Linked DNA regions of Sus scrofa: region 2 is linked to region 1. A link is a contact called in public promoter capture Hi-C data. All regions are on one chromosome and are shown on one strand. The core of a region is the stretch at or near the end of the contact, and the rest is flanking DNA. Distances in the headings are between cores, read along the strand shown.

Region 1 (5,498 bases), core at 1,835-4,334:
GTCCAGATTGAGGGGGCATGGGTCACCGGGAGAAGAGACCCAGCGCTGCCTGCCGAGTGCTGGATAGGTTTCTTGGAGAAGAAACCTATCCAGCTGAGGCCTGAAGGATGAGTAGTAGTTCTTGTGCCCAGGGAGTGACGTAGGGTTAGGAGAACGTATGGTCTCAGATTTTAGGAGTTTCGGACGCTACCTTACTGAGCTTAGAGGAGGTTGCTTTTGCCTTACTGTTGTAGTGACTCTTGTTAATGTACTGGGAGATTTTAAAGACGTTTAAAGTGTGTCCAGGGTGCTGACAAGACAGTGAAGGCATTTGGACCTCAGTATTCTGAGCCCTGCGCGTGAAGCAGTCACCTTGACCGAGGGGGAGGTGGGCAGGGATAGGGAGATGGCCCAGTGGCCACCCTTCTTGCGGAGGGCGAGGTCTTGGGGCCTGAGAAGTCTTGTCTGGCTGGAGCAGTAAGGGTCTCCCCAGTCTGAGATGGGGAAGGTTGAGCAGAGCACAAATACGGCAGAGTCAAGTGCTACTCTGTGGTGCGTGGGCTGTTGCTTGAGGGGTTCTGTTAATGAGCCTTAGCCTTAGACTACATTGGGTCTTCGTTTTCATATGATAGTACTCTTTTTTAATGAAGACCTGTAGTTAGTGAAATGACCCGTTTCATTGCTTCAAATACTTCTCATGAACTGTCTCTACAGATCAAAAAATTTTGCCAGACTAGGATGCTATCTAGGGTGTTAAAGACAGACTCCAACAGGAGTTCCCTGGTAGCTCAATGGGTTAAGGATCCAGCAGTCTTACTCCTGTGGCAAGGCTTCTATCCCTGGCCTGGGTACTTCCGCATGCAAAACAACAGCAAAAGACTCCTACAGTGGGATAGGTGCTGAATAAAAGTCCCAGGGGTCCTGGAAAACTTGCCTTTCAGCTCCATACCTTGAAAGAAATCTGTGTGACTCAGGCCACAATACAGCAGAAATTCATATTCCCAGAACATCCTGATCAGAAGGAACTTTAAGCCAGAAATGCTCACTTTTACAAGTAAGGAAAAAGCCCCCAAATAAACTGGTGAATGAAATAATGTCACTGGTTATGATCGTGGATTTCCATTCCAGTCAGGGAGGCAGAATTTTCAAAATCCATAGGATTCTATGTCAGGGATAACTGGTTGCTGAGGGGAAAAAAAAAAACCATGCAGTTCCTGAGAATACCTTAATGGTCAAGAGGTGGCCCTGAGGAGGTGACACTTAACAGGGACCTGAAGGAAGTTAAGGAGGGAGCCAAGCAAAGGTTCAAAGGCAGGGCAAGCTTGGTGTATTCCAGAAACAGTAAAGCCACACTGGAGCAGAAGAGGGAGAAGAAATGAGATGGAAGGGAGGTGGGGGCAGGAGCTGCTGTAGGGTGAGGCTTTGTAGGCTGAAGAAAGGATGTGGTCTTGACAGGCCCTTGAAATTCTGGGCAGAGCAGTGACACAATTTGACTCAAAATTGAAAAGGGTCCTTCTAGCAGCTGTACTGAGAACACATGGAGCAAGAGCCAAACTGGTGATTTAAGAGATGACACCAGTGGTCCCAGTGACAGTGGTGGCTCAGGCCTGGCAGGTGCCAATAAGAGAAATGGGATAAGTTTGGGTATTTTGAAGATAAAGGCTGTAGAATTTGGAAATGGATTGGATGTGGCATATAACAAACAGTAGTCATAGATGGCTTCAAGTTCCAAAAAGATGTACACAATCATTAACAGAACTATAAGCATTTAGAAAAACAGGACAGCCAAGTTCCTGTGCACCATTCAACTTCCATGTAAAACTAATCCTTACCAGCACTGTCCTCTGCCCTCTCTTCCCTAGTTCCCTCCACTTCCTGGAAGTCTTGCCTCATTGTGGTCTGAGGCAATGCTTCTTAATTCAATTCATCCAACAAGTATTCATGTGCTGGGCCTGGAGTCTAGAAAAAATAAACCAGGTGTTCGCCATGGTTCTGCCCTTGGGGAACTAACTTCCAGGCTGGCTGTGGAGATAAACACATAACTTTCATTTTAATTCAGTGTGTTTGGAGCTAAAGAGAGGATTGCACAGAAAGCTTCAGACACAAGCAGAGGCTCCCTGGAGGTGACACCTGACAGCAACAGGGGGCAACCTGGCTTTAATGAGAGCTCTAAGACATGCGGATGAGTCTTTGTTAAGGGCAGTAGAGTGACACTAGAGCACTGACTGATACACATTTGCTGGTTGGAGCAACGATAAAACTGTCCAGTTAGAAAGCTTGATCACTTTCCCTTCCCTTTAGCTTTCAGGGCCCCCTCAAGTGTTCATTAAACTGGGAGCATTAATATGGATAATACTTTGAGCAATTGTTACACATCAGGTCTTGGACTAGAGTTTTACATGTCATTTTCCTGATCCTCACAAATACCACACTTCACAGGTGAGAAAACTGACACTCAGGGGAAGGGATTTGATTTGCCTAGAGTCTCAGCTAGCTCCAAGCAACAGAGTAAGAATTTGAAACCGGGTCAGGTTCACTAAAAAAGCCATGACTGCTCTTGACCTTACCACTGGCTGCCTCCACTAGAATATTTATGCAGTTGGATTATACCTGTCTGACCCCGGTCCTCCCCGCCCACCTTGAAGTTCAAGTTCCCTCAAGGGAGGGGGGCCATGTTAATTCATCTTTGAAAACCCCAACCTTCATCCCCTATATTCCGGAACACTGGTTCCTAGCTGGAAGTAGTGCAGACTGGGCGATCAGCAAAGATTTACCGAATGAATGAATGAAGAAATAAATGAATCCGTCTTCACTCTGCCATCTCTGGCAAATTGCCCCTCACCCCAGGCCTCGCTTACCCCACTGCGTTGCTCAGGGCATTAGACCAAATCTAAGGAAGAGGCGAGCACTGCTGGGCGGGGCTCCGGCTCCCCGGAGCAGAGCTGGACTAACTTTACCACTCATTACTCGCGGCGCGCCAGTAGGGCTGGAAGTAGCAGGGAGGAGCTGGAGCTCCCCGGCCGCGGAGCCACTGGCCACGCCCACCGCTACCCGGCAGTAGTTGCCGAGGTCAGCCCCGCCTCTTCCTCTTTCCCTCCAAGAAGGCGGCGGCGGCAGCTTGCACAGCCATGGTGAGGGCCGGGGTATCGGGTGCCATCTGCGCGTTGTGGGGCTCGGGGGCTGGGGTGGGGGCCGCGAGGCGAGTCCTGGGAGCTCATCTGCCAGCCTGGCCTGTGGGACGCTGTGCGGAATGGCCTAGCATCGCCCCAGCCGGCTTCTCGCCTTCCACCAGAGGCCTGGGCCCGGAGAGGTGCTCGTTGCCTGGGCCTCTGTCTTTCCTTCTGCGGAATAGGGGTGGCAGCCCGTCTCGAAGCAGGCCTGGGCGAGACCGCGTCTGCTGGAGCCTGGGTTGCCCTGCCCAAGGCGCGGTCGTGCAGGCCCTCCAGCGCACCCTTGGCCCAGTGCGAGGCGCGCGCCCCGAGGGGCTGATCACGACGCGGGAGGAGGGGAGGACGGGAGGTGGAGGCCTCGGTAAGCGGCCGTGGGGCAGACGGCCCTGCAGGTGTTTGACCAGACTTTACTCTTTCTTGCGCGCAGGCCAAGATTAAGGCTCGAGACCTTCGGGGCAAGAAGAAGGAGGAGCTGCTGAAACAACTGGAGGACCTGAAGGTGGAGCTGTCCCAACTGCGCGTCGCGAAAGTGACAGGCGGGGCGGCTTCCAAACTCTCCAAGATGTAAGTGACGGATGTTCAGACCACGGCCCTCTGGGTGTGGGGGATACAAAAGCATTGGGAGCGTTTTAAGTGCCTATTGCATGGATCTGTGGGTGGGAACATCACGCCCTTTCTAGCCATCCTCTCCCGGCTCCCCTTGCTCAGGCCGAGGCGCCTGGAGACCCGCTGCCTTTACCTGCATTTGACCCTGTGGTCCTTTTGCCTGACACCTCCTTGGGCCTGTCTGGCTGGGGAAAGAACTGGCTGTCCCTGAAGACCTGTTTTAATGCTGCCTCCGAATATCTAACTGGAGCCCATTCTCCTACCTCCTACCAGCACTTGATTTTTGTCTTATCTCTCCTCACTTGGTTGCACCTCTTACTTGAGTTGTAGTGTAGCTGCTGTATGTGGAGCAAAAACCAAGCCTCGTGAAAGGAACATGGGTTTGGAGTTAGTCAACTTGGGCATAAAAATTCTGCTTCTGCCACATCTAACCTTCTGGACAGGTTGCCTGATCACTAAGGGTTTTTTCCCTTTCTATAAAATGGGTCCCCAGTAATTTTCTTATGTTAGTGTGCAAGCAACTTCTGTGGATCCTCAAGAGCGGTTTACCGTTAACTGAGTGGCCCTCATCCTGCTACATGCCTCATATTCAACATGATTAAAAATTCGCTTATCCAGCCTGTTCCTCATTTCAGCCTCCCCACTCATCCACCCCATCCCTAGCATTTCTGTTTCTCAGATGTCTCATTTTCCCTCCCAAGTGGCTCCTCCTATGACCCCCTGAACTGAACTTGGTTGCCCAGCTTGTGGCATGAGTCCCTCCAGTCAGCTCATTCAAATCAACATTGATTAGGTCTTCTTTATAGATTTCAGGATGTATGACCTGGGGTGGAATGTCTTTCCTGATCTGCCCTCCACCTCTTCTCATTAAGCCTCCTCAATGAACACTTCACAATTCTGCAAAAGCACTAGATATGTCAGCCATTCCCCTGTCCCCACACCTGGGATGCCCATGTATTGTCTCTTTAGCCTCCAGAACACCTTCCTCCTGAGATGGATGAAAATGGGGGAGCTGGTGGGGAGTGCTGTGTGCCTTCCCCATCTTCACTGATGTCTCTGTTTTGTAGCCGAGTTGTTCGCAAATCCATTGCCCGCGTTCTCACCGTCATCAACCAGACCCAGAAAGAGAACCTCAGGAAATTCTATAAGGTTAGTAGGGAAGGGAGGGTGGTGCTTGGCTACAAGGAGCAAAATTCCAGCTCTTCTTTGGCCAGCGGAGCAGTTTGGTAAGCTTCTCTACACAGGTGCTCAGAACGGGGCTTTCCAGAGCCTTCTCAGCTTTTTTGGTATGCCTTCTGACTAGTATATGGCAAGCAGACTGCATTTCCTTGGGGCTGCAGTTGTCAGGTACTCAAAGATGTGGGAGTCTTGCTAGAAACTTGGGGGTGGTGGGCGATTTGTTTTTTAGGGCCATACTTGTGGCATACGGAAGTTCCCAGGCTAGAGGTGGAATCGGAGCTACAGCTGCCGGCCTGTGCCACAGCTCATGGCAACGCCAGATCCCCAACCCACTGAGTAAGGCCAAGGATTGAGCCCGTATGCTCATGGATACTAGATTCACGTCTGCTGGGCCACAATGGGAACTCCCAGAAACTTGGGGTTTTGAATAAAATCTCACCAGTGTGATGAGTTTAAGGAGTTTGAGAATTAACTGTTTAAATGTTTTAATTGTATTGCTAGCCCAGTGTCATTCACTGTCCAGCATCTGGTATTATTTTTTAAATGGGGACTTCAAGGCTTAGG
Region 2 (5,498 bases), core at 879-3,378, 220 kb before region 1:
AGATGCGGCTTGGATCCCTCGTTGCTGTGGCTCTGGCGTGGGCTAGCAGCTGTAGCTCCAATTCGACCCCTAGCCTGCACCTCTATGTGCCGTGGGTGTGGCCCTAAAAAGAAAGCCAAAACAAACAAAAAAAATCTGTGTCTAAAATAAGAGAATACCATACAGTGTTGATTTTAGGATTAAAGATAGCACACAGAAAAAGCCCAATCCTCGGCCCAAAACTGCCATTTATTGAGGGCACACTTACATACATTTGCCCACATTCCACGTAGTTGGGAAATAAAAATAATCCAAGGCAATATATAATTGCTGACATAGTGTAGTTTATTTAAGTACAACAAATGTGGAGAAGGAAATGTAGGATGGGGAAATTGGGGAAGACTTAGGAAGAGGAAGTGTGAATTAACGCACTAGAACAAGGGGCTGTGCATTTCTTATACAGTAAAAGAAGCAGGGGTTACTAGAACTTGGAGATGATAGGGAGATGGAATGTAAGGGTGCTTGGGAAAGCGTAAGAAATAAATAGCTGCAGCTCTGTTGACAATACCATGTATCAGAGAGGGGTTGGCCAATTGTGAAAAACCTTGAAAGCTAGGCGGGTGATTTTCATTCATACTTTAAGAAACATAATGAGTGATATTCAAGATTAGTGTCAGTAAGTTGATCCTCCCCACCAGCACTCTTCCTACCCCACCTCCCCCAGTCTTCTTTGACAAACTATTTGGGGGTTCTTTCCCTTTTCTAGCTTGGTGATAATAAGGGTGGATATTGTTGGTTGGGATTGAGGCTATTTGTGGTTCTGTAATTTTAGGATTATGTAAAATATTGGGGAGCCAACAGATGTTCAACCTTTTTTTTCCCCCGTCAAAGCCATTTTAGAAGTCCTATTATAGTTTACTATTTCATAGAAGGAAGGTCAGTTTTAACATCAAAAGATGTAAAAAGAGCCATCGCAGAGGACATCCCTTTATACCAAATAAATTTGGCTTTATGAAAAGCAGTCTCATTTTTGCCATTTGTGAAGATCAGTAAGAGACTTGTCCCCAACTTTTTGGTGTGTACAACTCGAAGACGTCACATTTTTGACGTGTAAAAGTGTGTTCTAATAAAACATGAGCTTAAAAGAAAGTTTTATGCCTCCTTCCAGCTCCAAAAAGATACCAAAGATCTACAGAACAAAAATCCCAGGGGAATGCAGAAAGGCTGAAGGAGATTCCACTTTAGAGGAAGAATTTTGTACATATGTTAATCAGTTATGTCTTATTTTCAAGGGTGGCCTTGTTAAAGTAGAAAAAAGCTAACTGATGTATTATGTTTATGTGCTGGTAGTCTTGCAGGCTTAGGTCTGTCAACACTAAAAATGCAAGGGAATTTTAAAAAATTGATTAGCTGGAGTAGAAGTCACAATCTGCAGTATCATTGGACAGTTAGCAACACATTCTATTTCGGCCTCTGAAAACGGTACACATTGTTATTGCTAACTGCATCAATTCTGTTTGAAGGGTTGATTTTCCTTTCTTGGTAATTAAAAAAAAAATCTCTTGCTTTTTTGGACGCCTGCACCCATGCTTGTTATCTCTTATACAGAGAATTGAGCATTTAACCCACGCTTCATTTTGATAGATTTTTAAGTTTTCTTTCTGGATCCTCTAGGAAGGGTATGGTATCTGAGCTCTGACCATTTCACCATGATGTAGTCAGGAACTGGATACGAGATGGTTCAAAATGAAGCTCATTTTGGAGACTCACCTCATTGTCACACCTGCCAGAGGCGTTTGGGAAATTGCAGCGCTTGGCTGTTGGTCCTGGCCTGGTTGCAGTGGAGGGGGTGCCAGCAGGTGTGTGGGATGCAGGACTCTGAGCCAGGAAAACCTGCCCGCAGGTGTCTGGGCGCCGGAGATGCAGTTTCTACTTTAGGCCGCACGGTGGCGCTTAGGTCTCCCCGGCCCTGCTAGCAGTCTCTAAGGCACCTCCGCCGCCACCTGCAGTCTCAACCAAACTCTAGGCGGTGGGATGTGACAGCCCGAGCGTCCAATCGGCCGCCAGGCTCTCGGCCACACTACGGCTCTAGCCAGTGGGAGCCGAGGAGAGGCGCGGAGGAGGCGGGCCCCGCCGCAAGCCTGGCAGAGGCGCGAGGCCCTCCTCCCGCCTCTCCGCCTACTCCAGCCTCCGCCGCCTCAGCTACCCGAGCGAGCCCTGCGGCCGCCGGAGCAGCTCCCGCGGCGGAGCAGGAGCCGGATGGTCAGAGGAGCCCGGCAGCCCCAGCAGCCGCGGAGTCGCCTGGCCCCTAGGTGGGGCGGGGCTGGGAGGAGGTCGGGGTTGGGGATGCGGTGGGGGCGCGGGAGCGGGCCCAGGGGCAGCAGCTCGCGCCGTGAAGCGTTCGGGGCGCCGAGACTGGAGGGGCGGGGGGTTCAGGCTGCGGGGAATTCGGGAGAAGCTTCGGGGCGGCGGAACGACTGGGCGGCGATCGCATCTTCTAGGCCGGATGAGAGGGGCGTGTAAGGGAAGGGGCGCCGAGGGGTGAGACTGGGGGCGCTGGGCCGGGAGGGGCAGGGCGCGCGCAGCCGGCGGAGGGGCCATGGAATGCGGGGTGCGCGGGGCCTGGAGGGGCGGGGCTCGGAGGGGCAGTGCATGGTCGAGAGCGGGTGGGCACGGGAAAGGGGAAGCCCGAGGGGCTTGCGGGGGTGATGAGGCAGACAATGAGTGGGTGGTGGTGGATGGTTTTGGGGAGCTGGGCTGTGACGAATAGGATCTGAGGATGGAGTGAGAGACCAGGAGGCAAAGCAGGGTTTGGGCTAAACAGACGTTAGGGGAACAGTGTATCCCAGGATTGCTTGGTCTCGGTAAATAGGGGAAGCGGAGCATAAGGCATTTGTCAAGTCAGGTATGGGTTTAGCGAGCCTGTAGTTCTGGAGGGTGGTGCATTGAGTTCTTGACTGGCACAGTAGGGCCCGCAGATGTGTCCTGGTATGTTACTTTTAGTTACCATCTTCTCTGTTTGGTCTGTAGACTGACTGGCACAGTGGAGAAACCACCTCGAAAACGGAAAAGCAGGTAAGGCAAAATACCTTCCTAATTTTGCTCTGTGTTTTTCCATTTGCTTCGCTGCACCTATGCTATACTGCATAATTATACACTGTCAGTAGATGAAGTTTTTTATTTAGCTCCTTTCTTAATGAATATAACTCTCTGCAAGCTCTCTCTTTTGAGGACTTCAAAGTACTACCTGTACACTTTTTTTGGTATCCAAGACTATGTGGGGAAGAGATGTAGGTAATTGAGAAGACCTCGTGTTTTTTTCCCTTTAGCCATGACTTCAGCTTCTCCACCAGCTTTCATTAAAAAGCTCATGTTTATTAAACATCTGCTATGTGCCAGGTACGAAGTGTGGGTGCTTATTTGTATTCTGTAATCCTCGAAGCACCCCCTCAAGGAAGTATGTACAATTGTCACTGTTTTTTACAGAAGAGAGAACTGAGGCACAAGAGAGGTCAAGCATTTACCCAAGATCACACACACACATCTCATGAAGATAGAACCAGGATTTGAATCTTGGTAGCCTGACTCCAGAACTGAAGCTCTCAACCATTATCCTATAATACTCCTAATAAATATACAATTGAAAATAGGTTGTCTTTATTGCTTTTTGCCCCCATTCTACATAGAGTCTAATAAATAATCAAACCATCGGAAAATAGAAGCAAAGGGCTTAAGCAGTCTGCAGCAAGTGCACTGTTCGTGAGTAGAGAAGAGCCTACATCCCGTTCCACAAACAGTACTGAGCACACGTGTCAGGTAGTACATAGCAGTTCTGTGTGGTCATTCAAAGATTCCTTTCTCACGGATGTGGGCATTGGCCTCGAGAAAATAAGTTGTAGTAGTGAGGATGTGACCGGTAGGACCACTGTAATAGTTAATATTTGCTGAGTTATTGACCTTTATATGCAGAAAAAAGTAGGTAGATAGGCAATGCTGATAGTGGAAGTCGTCAAGAGCCACAGTTCCTTTGTCACCCTTCAGGCCTGCACTGCCCGGTATGGTAGCAGTATATGGTTGTCAAATGCTCCAAAATGTGGCTCGCATGACCCAAGAACTGAATTTTTAATATTATCAGTCGTAATTAATTTAAGTTTAAAAACTGATCCTGGGAAATGTTTAAGGTGTCTGGAACAACTTGGATACGTGGATCTGCTTTTCCGTCTCCAAATTATGAAATCTAAATACGGTTCCGATTTTTTCACTGAAAATTTAATGTCCAAAGTGAGGCGTGCCCAAGGTATTAAAAAACACGCCAGATTTCAGAGTAGTACAAAAAAATGCATGTCAAATTTCTGCTTACTACTTTTTATATTAATTGCATCATGAATATTAAAGCTTAAGATATATTTGAATAAAAGTACCACTCATTATTTTTACTTTTTGCTTTTTGCTTTTTCTAACATAGCAACTAGAAAATCAAAAATGACATGTATGGCTGGCATTGTATTTCTTTTTGACAGCCCTTGTTTAACTGTCATTACCCACCTTGGGAGTCTTTTGGAGTAGCCCCCTGACTGAGTTTCCCCACCTTGAATAGATCATTGCTTGACCATGCTGTGCAAGCTGATCTTATAATTCTCAAGCTTAAGATCCTTTTGTGGTTCCCCATTGTTGATTGAATATAATTTAGAGTTTTTAGCGTAATCATAAAAAGAGATTGCCTGTATTTCACTTCTTCCTATCTCTCCAGCCACAGGTTAGTATTGTGGCCATGGAGATTCTCAATAATGGATCGACTAAACGTCTAGTATTAAATGAATTAATTTTCTTGTGGCCCCTTCACAATGAATTAATGGCTGCATGTAACTCCGTGTTGTGTTTGCTGTTCCTGGAACCTGTGTTCTCTCTTTGCTTTAGGTCCTTGCACATGATTTCACTTTCTCTCTGAAATGCTTTCTCCTTGCTCCTTGGCAAGCTTCTCACTTTGACTTCCCTCAAACATCGCATCTTCCATGTGGACTTTCTTTCTTTTTCTTTTCTTGTCTTTAGGGCTGCACTTGTGGCATATAGAGGTTCCCAGGCTAGAGGTCTAATTGGAGCTGTAGCCACTGGCCTACACCACAGCTCACAGCAATGCCAGATCCTTAACCCACTGATCGAGGCCAGGGATCGAACCCACAACCTCATGGTTCCTAGTCGGATTTGTTTCCGCTGCGCCATGACGGGAACTCCCCATGTGGACTTTCTCCTCTCTCCTTCACCTTCCTCTTCTCTACGTTACACCTGAGTATAATGGTTTGGGCAGAATTTGAGTCCTATGTCTGTCAAATACAAGTTATGAAATTGTGTACAAGTTAATAAACCTCTCTGAGCGCAAGTTCCTTCATCTGTATAATGGAAATAGTAATAGTTCAACCCTTATCGGGTCATAAAGTGCTTAGTATAGTGTGCTGGCACATAGAAAGTATATGATAAATTTTAGATTAAAAAGCCCTTACTAAATACCTTTTATTTCCTAC

What was found. Promoter capture Hi-C pulls out the DNA fragments that hold promoters and counts their contacts.
Region 2: a contact with region 1 is called in a promoter capture Hi-C map of fetal liver, with 2.6 times the contacts expected there. The contact joins the promoter of SCAI here to the promoter of RPL35 in region 1. A contact is called at or near these places in 2 of 5 promoter capture datasets (fetal liver and fetal skeletal muscle) and 1 of 2 datasets of contacts at active chromatin or transcription factors (alveolar macrophages).

Annotation. Positions count from the first base shown.
Region 1 is chr1:265,639,864-265,645,361 of Sscrofa11.1, reverse strand. RPL35 (ribosomal protein L35) reads left to right here and starts at 3,084. Exons shown (of 4, transcript NM_214326.2): 1 at 3,084-3,110; 2 at 3,577-3,713; 3 at 4,823-4,904. The coding sequence starts at 3,108.
Region 2 is chr1:265,863,729-265,869,226 of Sscrofa11.1, reverse strand. SCAI (protein SCAI) reads left to right here and starts at 2,128. Exons shown (of 18, transcript XM_021068616.1): 1 at 2,128-2,291; 2 at 3,010-3,054. The coding sequence starts at 2,239.